Regions from separate parts of the Mus musculus genome. Here regions 2 and 3 are each linked to region 1. The links are chromatin contacts, called in public HiChIP or PLAC-seq and promoter capture Hi-C maps. All regions are on one chromosome and are shown on one strand. The core of a region is the stretch at or near the end of the contact, and the rest is flanking DNA. Distances in the headings are between cores, read along the strand shown. Region 1 holds the start of Pip4k2c (phosphatidylinositol-5-phosphate 4-kinase, type II, gamma). Region 2 holds the start of Cyp27b1 (cytochrome P450, family 27, subfamily b, polypeptide 1). Region 3 holds the start of Avil (advillin).

The links. HiChIP or PLAC-seq counts read pairs in DNA pulled down with a chosen protein or histone mark. Capture Hi-C pulls out chosen DNA fragments and counts their contacts.
Region 2: a promoter capture Hi-C map of pancreatic islet shows a contact between it and region 1. The contact joins the promoter of Cyp27b1 here to the promoter of Pip4k2c in region 1. A contact is called at or near these places in 17 of 39 promoter capture datasets (the 3T3-L1 cell line, 3T3-L1-derived adipocytes, the HPC-7 cell line and 11 more), 3 of 484 Hi-C or Micro-C datasets (the G1E-ER4 cell line, embryonic stem cells and natural killer cells), 7 of 115 datasets of contacts at active chromatin or transcription factors (CD8 T cells, bone marrow-derived macrophages, embryonic stem cells and 2 more) and 3 of 9 other capture datasets (adipose tissue, liver and pancreatic islet).
Region 3: a contact with region 1 is called in a FOXA1 HiChIP or PLAC-seq map of pancreatic cancer cells. The contact joins the promoter of Avil here to the promoter of Pip4k2c in region 1. A contact is called at or near these places in 2 of 39 promoter capture datasets (pre-B cells and second pharyngeal arch cranial neural crest), 1 of 115 datasets of contacts at active chromatin or transcription factors (pancreatic cancer cells) and 2 of 9 other capture datasets (adipose tissue and pancreatic islet).

Annotation. Positions count from the first base shown.
Region 1 is chr10:127,210,182-127,212,881 of GRCm38.p6, forward strand. It overlaps Pip4k2c (phosphatidylinositol-5-phosphate 4-kinase, type II, gamma), which reads right to left and starts at 1,441. Exons shown (of 10, transcript NM_054097.3): 1 at 1,157-1,441. The coding sequence starts at 1,330.
Region 2 is chr10:127,046,924-127,049,623 of GRCm38.p6, forward strand. It overlaps Cyp27b1 (cytochrome P450, family 27, subfamily b, polypeptide 1), which reads left to right and starts at 1,323. Exons shown (of 9, transcript NM_010009.2): 1 at 1,323-1,552; 2 at 2,142-2,332. The coding sequence starts at 1,358.
Region 3 is chr10:126,999,426-127,002,125 of GRCm38.p6, forward strand. Avil (advillin) reads left to right here and starts at 1,284. Exons shown (of 20, transcript NM_009635.3): 1 at 1,284-1,406. It overlaps Ctdsp2 (CTD (carboxy-terminal domain, RNA polymerase II, polypeptide A) small phosphatase 2), which reads left to right. Exons shown (of 8, transcript NM_001113470.1): 8 at 1-550.

The DNA.
Region 1 (2,700 bases), core at 191-2,690:
TGCCTAAAGAGCGTGAGGTAGGTCTTACGGGAAAACCCTCCCCTGTATGTACATGTTCCACGGGGATGGGTAAGTCACCTGGAAGGTACTAGGGCAGCCTTATCTCCACTAGTCTTACCCACAGCAAATGCCTTAAATGGAATCCTCGCTAAAGATAATACCCCTGAGAGCAGCCAAGGCAGAAGGGAGCTAACTGACCGCCAGCGATGTTCCAATCAGAACATAACAATGTGGCCTCTTCCTCGCCCCCTCACACCTCCACAACACATCATGTCTACAACCCAAAGAAGTGGTAATCAAAATAGTCCCTGTCAAGCTCAAGATAACTGCATGCTTCCTACTCCCGACCTAAGTAAGGAGAAAACCAGCCATGCCTCACTAGCCTTGGTTCCTCCACGATATCCTCAGGACAGGAGGTGCACTGGGCCCATCGGTCTCAGTTGCACTGTTCCGAGCCCCTTCTGGCACCTAAAGTCCACCAATAACGTCCTTGCCACCACGGCTCCTCAACCTTTCCCTGGTTACAGGTGACTCCATTTATAGCAAACACCATCACTCCAGCCAACAATGGGGACACAGCTAAGCCCAAAGACATATATTAGCATTTCGACCTCAGAGAGGGCATCCCTAGGGTAGAGTGGGGTAACTTCTCTGAAACGCTGAATCTCTGGAAAGGGCATGCAGGGTTAGAAGGTCCAAAAAGCCTAGAGGCATTCCCAGAAAAAGCCAAGGTTCGAAAGTCAAGGGCTGGGGCTCAAAAGCAAGGTGGAGAGGAAATCAAACTACTTCTCTGGCCAGGCAGTAGTACCCAGACACGCTTCACGCACTGTCGCACCCAGACCTCACCAATAACCCTTCAGAGCCACTCCCCTTAATGTCCCTCTGGCTGCAGCCGGATCCTGGCCAGTCCCTGTAGCCTGGGGCTGGACCTGACAGGAAGGAGTCAAGGAACAGAGCTGGATATCAGGTGAAGATGGAACTCTAGGGGAGGAGTAAAGGGGAAGGGGACAGACAAGAGTCTCCACCAGAAGCCACCCCGGGGGACACCGGGGAATGGTGCGCTGGGAACCAGGCCGGGCGGGGGAGAGGCGGCAGCGCGAGGACCCGGATGATCCTCGGGCCAAGGGGCAGGAGCCGGGGTCCCGCCGGTTCTTACCGAGTGAGCGACGCCCCACAGGAACACGCCCACCAGCGGGTCCGCGGCCCGGAACACCTTCACTTTCTGCTGTACGAAATGCTTCTTCTTGGTTTTGGAGGCGAAGCCGAATCCCGGGCCGGGGCCTCCAGCTGCCGCGGGTGCGGTGGCGGGAGGGACGGAGGAGGACGCCATAGTCTCCCGCGCACCCGAGCGAGTGGAAGCGGGAGCTAGCCGCGACTCCGAAGCCCGACCCGGAAGCGGTGCTCACCTGCGCAGCCGTCATGTGACCGGAGGCCCGCCCTCAGGCGCGCGAGCGGGGCGGGGCGGGGCCGGCGGGGATGGCTCCACCCCCTCGGCTGCCGGGCGGTCACCTGGCTCGGGTTGCACTCACAAGGATGCGGGGTTGGCGCTGTGCAGGGCGGCGCTTCTGTCGCTTCCGGTTCTGTCCAGTTTCTAGTGGATGAGCTCTGTCCGTAGGCGAACGTTCTGTTTGAGACCGGTCTCCTTGCTTAGTCCAGGCTGGCTTCAAACTTGCTATCCCCTGCCTCATTCTCGGTATAAAGTTTGGGTATTACGGAAGTGAGGATTGGTCCTCCATGAAGTTGGGGTTGCAGACTCCATGAAGTTGGGGTTGCAGACATGACAAATTTAAATATATACATTTAATTGTTCTATGTATATAGGTGTTTGGCTGGCACGATGTAAGTTCAGTGCCCCGGAGGCCAGAGGAGGGCGTCGGATCCTCCGAACTGAAGTTGTGGGAGCTGGGTGTCAAGTATGGTCCTCTGGAAGAGCTAATGCTCTTTTTTTTTTTTTTTTAAAGATTTATTTATTTATTTACTATATGTAAGTACACTGTAGCTGTCTTCAGACACTCCAGAAGAGGGCATCAGATTTCGTTACAGATGGTTGTGAGCCACCATGCGGTTGCTGGGATTTGAACTCAGGACCTTTGGAAGAGCAGTCGGCGCTCTTAACCACTGAGCCCTCCCTCCCTCCCTTCCTCCTCCTCCTCCTCCTCCTCCTCCTCCTCCTCCTCCTCCTCCTCCTCCTCCTTCTTCTTCTTCTTCTTCTTCTCTCTCTCTCTCTCTCTCTCTCTCTCTCTCTCTTTGTTTTTTGGGTGTTTGTTTGTTTGTTTGTTTGTTTTGTTTTGAGACAGGGTTTCTCTGTATAGCCCTGGCTGTCCTGGAACTCACTTTGTAGACCAGGCTGGCCTCGAACTCAGAAATCTGCCTGCCTTTGCCTGTCAAGTGCTGGGATTAAAGGCATGTGCCACCACTGCCCGGCTAAGTCATGTCTTCATCTTCTGGAAATATGAAATTTTAGGTCATGGCCCCAAGTTGATTTTTTTTTTTAATTCGTTCATTAATTCATCTAGTCAACAGGTATTTACTGAGAACATAATTGGAAGCCACTACCATTTTGGGGCTGATTCTCCTCTGGTTGAAGCAAAGGAAAAATTCTACCCTAGAGGAATTAAAAGTCTAAAGACGCAGACTAGCCAAGGAGAAGGCTGCAGTATTAAGAGATAAGGACATGCCGGGCAGTGGTGGTGCATGCCT
Region 2 (2,700 bases), core at 73-2,572, 160 kb before region 1:
GAGCTAAGAGACTTCCTTCCCCAAGAAACAAAGATGGAGTCTGGAGAGATGCCTCGGTGGATGAGAGTACTCAGTCTTCCAGAAAACCCCAATTCAGTTCCTAGCACCCAAGGTGGGTGACTCACTTCTTGTAAATCCACTTCCAGGAGATTCAGTGTCTTGGATTCTGGGCAGCTGCACTCATGTGAGTGCACACACACACACACACACACACACACACACCAATATGTGAACATATAGTTTAAAGTCTTTAAAAGGAAAGGGACAGCCTATGGCTCAACAGTTAAAAAGAGTTCTGGTAGAGAACCTGGGTTCCGTTCCCAGGCTCACACCCACCACAATTCCCGATGCAGGCTATCAACTCCCTCTTCTGACTTCACAGGCACCAGAGCACACAAGTACACATGGATAAAGGCAAATCATGGCTCAGCAGTCAAGAGCACTGACTGCTCTTCTGAAGGTCCTCAGCTCAAATCCCAGCAACCACATGGTGGCTCACAACTATCTGTAATGAGATCTGACGCCCTCTTCTGGTGTGTCTGAGAACAGCTACAGTGTACTTATAATAAATCTTTAAAAAAAAAAAAAAGGCAAATTGTGCATATAAACAGTGAATCTAACGCCGGGCGTGGTGGTGCACGCCTTTAATCCCAGCACTTGGGAGGCAGAGGCAGGCTGATTTCTGAGTTCATGGCCAGCCTGGTCTACAGAGTGAGTTCCAGAACAGCCAGGGTTACACAGAGAAACCCTGTCTGGGAAAACCAAAAAACAAAACAAACAAACAAAAAAACCCCACAGTGACTCTAAAATACAAATAGATAAAAGGTAAAGGTGGCCATGTGCCATCTTTCCATGGTGTTACATGCACAGGAGGTGAGAGGCGTGGCCAGCGCAGGTGAATCTCCACAGCAAAAAAGACAACCCAAGAATATGGGAACAACTGAGGCTGCACCTTCCACCTAGTTTCCATTCAGGGAGTGACAATTTCCAGGGACGGGCCTGAGGGACTCGGCTCCCCAGGAAAATGGGAAATCCATCAGGCTCTGGCTCCTGAACTCCAGAGGCACAGCCTTTCCCAGGAAGACCTTTAGGCTGCTGCTGGACCAGGGCATTAATACAAGAGGAGCACAAGACATCTGGTGTGGAGCTGTTGTCACAGGAGACCCAAAAGCCAGAGTCAGCCCTAGCCCTGCCTACTGTTGTGGGTGCTGAGCTACACAGACCACTTGCAAAGGGATTGGCTGAAGAGCTTGGAGAGGGGCGTCTTCACCTCCAGGACCAAGGGTATATATGGGTCCAGGCAAGTGCAGAAGATGCTCTGGAAAAGTGCTCTCGAGCAGACTCCCCAAACACAGACATGACCCAGGCAGTCAAGCTCGCCTCCAGAGTTTTTCACCGAATCCACCTGCCTCTGCAGCTGGATGCCTCGCTGGGCTCCAGAGGCAGTGAGTCGGTTCTCCGGAGCTTGTCTGACATCCCTGGGCCCTCTACACTCAGCTTCCTGGCTGAACTCTTCTGCAAAGGGGGGCTGTCCAGGCTGCATGAACTGCAGGTAAGGGGGCAGTCCTTGCCCTTGGTAGGACTGAGCAGGGAGAGCCGGCTTTAATGGCAGAAAGGACCACGGTGAAGAACACAGGAAGGAGGGTCAGTGAGGGTGGGGACCTGTGGATTATGAAGAACTCACGCTGGGACCATAGAAGGTTCCACTGCCCCGGAGTCAATACCTAACTCCCGGCAAAGGGATGTACTGTCGCTTCATACACAGTAAACCCTGCAGATCCAGGACAAGCGTGCTGAAGGAGGGAGAGCGCTGTGCTATCCTGCAGATGAAGCTTAAAGCTACGCGCTCCTCTTCTTTCACTAGAGGCTCCTCTTGAGGTACAGTTAGGAGAAGAGCCCTGAAGGAACTGCTCCCCCTAGGCTAGAGCCAGATAACTAAAAAGAAGTGCTAAATGTCTACTGTTTTGCCATTCTCTCTCAAACTTTCATGGGATGGGAGAAAAAGTTTGCCATTTGGGGGCCCTACGCTAGCCCGGCACTGAAAAAGCTCCCTTTTCCCAAGCCTAGCCAACACCCTTGGCCCTGGCACAAGCCAAACGAAATTCACCCGCCCAGGTATTCAAATGCGCCGATTCTCTCAGGTGCATGGCGCTGCGCGGTACGGGCCAATATGGTCTGGCAGCTTTGGGACACTTCGCACAGTTTACGTTGCCGACCCTACACTTGTGGAGCAGCTCCTGCGACAAGAAAGTCACTGTCCAGAGCGCTGTAGTTTCTCATCATGGGCAGAGCACCGTCGCCGCCACCAGCGTGCTTGCGGATTGCTAACGGCGTGAGTCGACCCCTGAGCACCTTATTCCTGCCCCGACTCCCACAGCCAAGTTGGGCTTGGAGGGAGGTCGGAAGTTTCCACCAATCTTCTGGCATTTCCCCGGTTCTCCAGTCTGTACTCCAGTCCGAACGCAGGTAGAGCCGATTCCTCACCCCTCCCTGCATGTTTGGGGCCAAAATCCTACGATTCCACGAGATAGGCGAGGGCACCAGCATTTGGCTGGAACGTGAGCATCTGTGATTCAGTTTACCATGGAACCCACTCCCATCCCTGAGCAGGAAGTGAGTAAAGAGGAACGGAGATGAGAGATTGGTGAGGTCAGGGTGATTTCTACACCCGGAGAGAGCAGACATAATACTCCTGGTCAC
Region 3 (2,700 bases), core at 34-2,533, 210 kb before region 1:
TACAGGTGATCGCTGGTCTCCTGCCTCCACCTCCTGAGTGCTGGGGTTACAGGTGATCGCTGGTCTCCTGCCTCCACCCCCTGAGTGCTGGGGTTACAGGTGTGATCACCTTGCTGGCTTGTGAGGTGCTGGGGACAACCCAGGGCTTCGTGCATGTCAGGCACACACTCCCAACTAAGCTACATCCCCAGTCCCTCTTTCTAGAAAACAGATAAGTCCATGTTCAGGGGAGAAGAGGTCACAGGTCAGGCCAGCTGCCCCATCCTTTAGTTCGGGGTTAGCTCCCAGAACTGCCCTGCACCATAAGCTGGTGATTCTCCATGCCTGTCCTTACCCCGGATCTGGCTATTCCCGTGATGCCATTTGGAGGGGAGAGGTCTGCTTCCCACTGTGACCAGGCTATGGGATCCTTGGCCACCTTGCTTCATGATTTGATACATTTGTTGTATTCAAAAACTTGAACTGTAGGATGCCATTAAGAGTCTGTTTATATTTTTGGAATATTTGTATTACAATTGTTAATAAAGGCTGGTTTAAAAACCTGTGCAGGACTGGGAGCTGCTTTTGCTTTCCTTCCCTTCCACTGACCTGACACTCGGTGGACACTGTTCTTCCTGCATGACCTCGTTGATCGTGAAATGATAGCACCTGGCAGAGCAAACGCTGGGATTCTGATCAAGGTTACAGAGGTTGGAGTGCATTAGCCCCTCTCGGGCCTGGGTTGGAACCAACTCCCTCTCCCCAGGTACTTGGCAAGCGTTTGCTTGCTGTGCTATTGACTGGGGTAGAGACTGAAGCCCTGGGGGAATTGGAGGCTCCTGCATGTGCTCTTGATGCTGCCAAACAGGCCTTGAGATTCAGAGCCCAGCATGGTTTCCAGGCACATAGTAGGATGACTTGTACAGACTCCAAGCAACAAAAGCTTTCCTGACACCACAGAATTGCCCAGAATCATCTCTCAGCCCTGAACGTCCAGGCACACAGTAGGGGAGCTCTAGCCAGTCTCCTGTCATCAGCATAATACGTTCATATCTACAATATGGCAAATTCATATCCTCCCTCACTGAATTATTGATGGACAGTGCACTTTTAAAAAAATCAATAGACCAGGGTGTGGAGCTGGAGTTAAAAGAAGCCTTTAGAAGTCTGCTCTTCTTGTTTTCGCTGTTTTGCATAGGAGCAGATAAAGCTTTCCTCTCTGGTTTGAATAAGTCAAGCCCAGGGCTAGGTTGGCTGTGATTGGCCAGAGCTAGGAGAATGTGGTTATGATGCAAACACAAGCAAATATAACCCTGTGTCTATGCTGTGCGGCCATTGCTGAAACAGGCTTCAGGACGGGCTGCTTTGGGAGACCTCATCAGTACTTCACCTGCTGCTTTGCCGGACTTCGGAGGACAGAGGGTCAGGTAGGTCTACTCTGTGTGTCCTTGTCAGCCAAATGCTGAGTGTGGATGAGGCCAAAGGTGAAGAAGGGACAAGAGTCATACCTTCCCTGGCTTTTGTCTTTGGGGATGCAGCTTTGGAAAGATGGAGCTTTGCAAACTTCACACTGAGAGAACCTGTAGATCCCACTGGCTAGGTTGGGCACGTTCTTGAGGCTCAGGGATTTGGGGTAACAAGACCCCTCTCATCTGTTCCACTGTGGGGCAAGAGAAGTTTAAACCCCAGTAGGTTACAAGCTACCTGGAATCCCCAGACCATACCCCGTGCCTGTGATCTTTGTAGCTCTCCGTACCCCAAAGTGCTGGTGGTTACGGCTTGGGAAGACAAACAGACCCAGCTTTGGGGGACTTTGATGTGGATAGATGGAACTGGGCTTTCTGGGTGTGGCATTTCCTGAATCTTGGGTCTCTAATCAGCTCCTGGATTCTGAAGTTCCATGGGGGACATGGGACTGCACTGGGGGCTCGGATTCACCGTGCTAAGGTTGCTGGTTAGGCTTTACCGATAACCAGGACTGTGTCAGCTCTGGTTCCCTTTCCTGGGTGGGTCACGCATTAGACTTAAAAGTGAGAGAACTCGGCCTGAAGGAAAGCTGACTATTTCCTGGTGGTTCTGAGCTGTGCAGGGTGGGGCAGCACAAGTTATCAAATTAAATACTCAAACATTGGCAGTTCCGCACCACGGCTCTGCTTCAGTCTACTGCGGCATCACACAAAGGGGCCTGGCTCTTTGGTGGTAATGGTGCATCCTCTCCAAACCTGGTTAGATCCATTAGGGCTCAAGAAAAGAATGGTCGGTGGAGTCAGACCCTTTTTTTTCTTTTAGGGGTGGGGCCTTGCTGGGGATGACAGACGCCTACTATTTGAACAATGCCCCATCCCCAGACTTAACATAGTTAACAAGCCCTGAATATCACCAACTATCAAACATCCACACAATCTCCCTCCCCCTCCAATCCCCCGGGACGATTTTGTCTTTTAATCTCTCGTAAGTCCAACCATCCCATCTTTGAGTCTTAGGAGAAGCCAACCTAGCGATCACTTGGCATACCGTGAGAGCTCAGTCTCCCCGAGGGTAGGACTTGAGATGAGACATGTTCGCAGACCTACTGGGTCACCTCGTGTGTTAACCCCAGCCAAGTGCTGACTACTGTGACCAGCGTAAGATCCCCGTGGTCATCTTACCACTTCCCTCCCTGGCCTTATTCAGCTCTATGGGTGCTGGGAACCTCTAAGCTCCCTGAGAACAAGCCTTCCA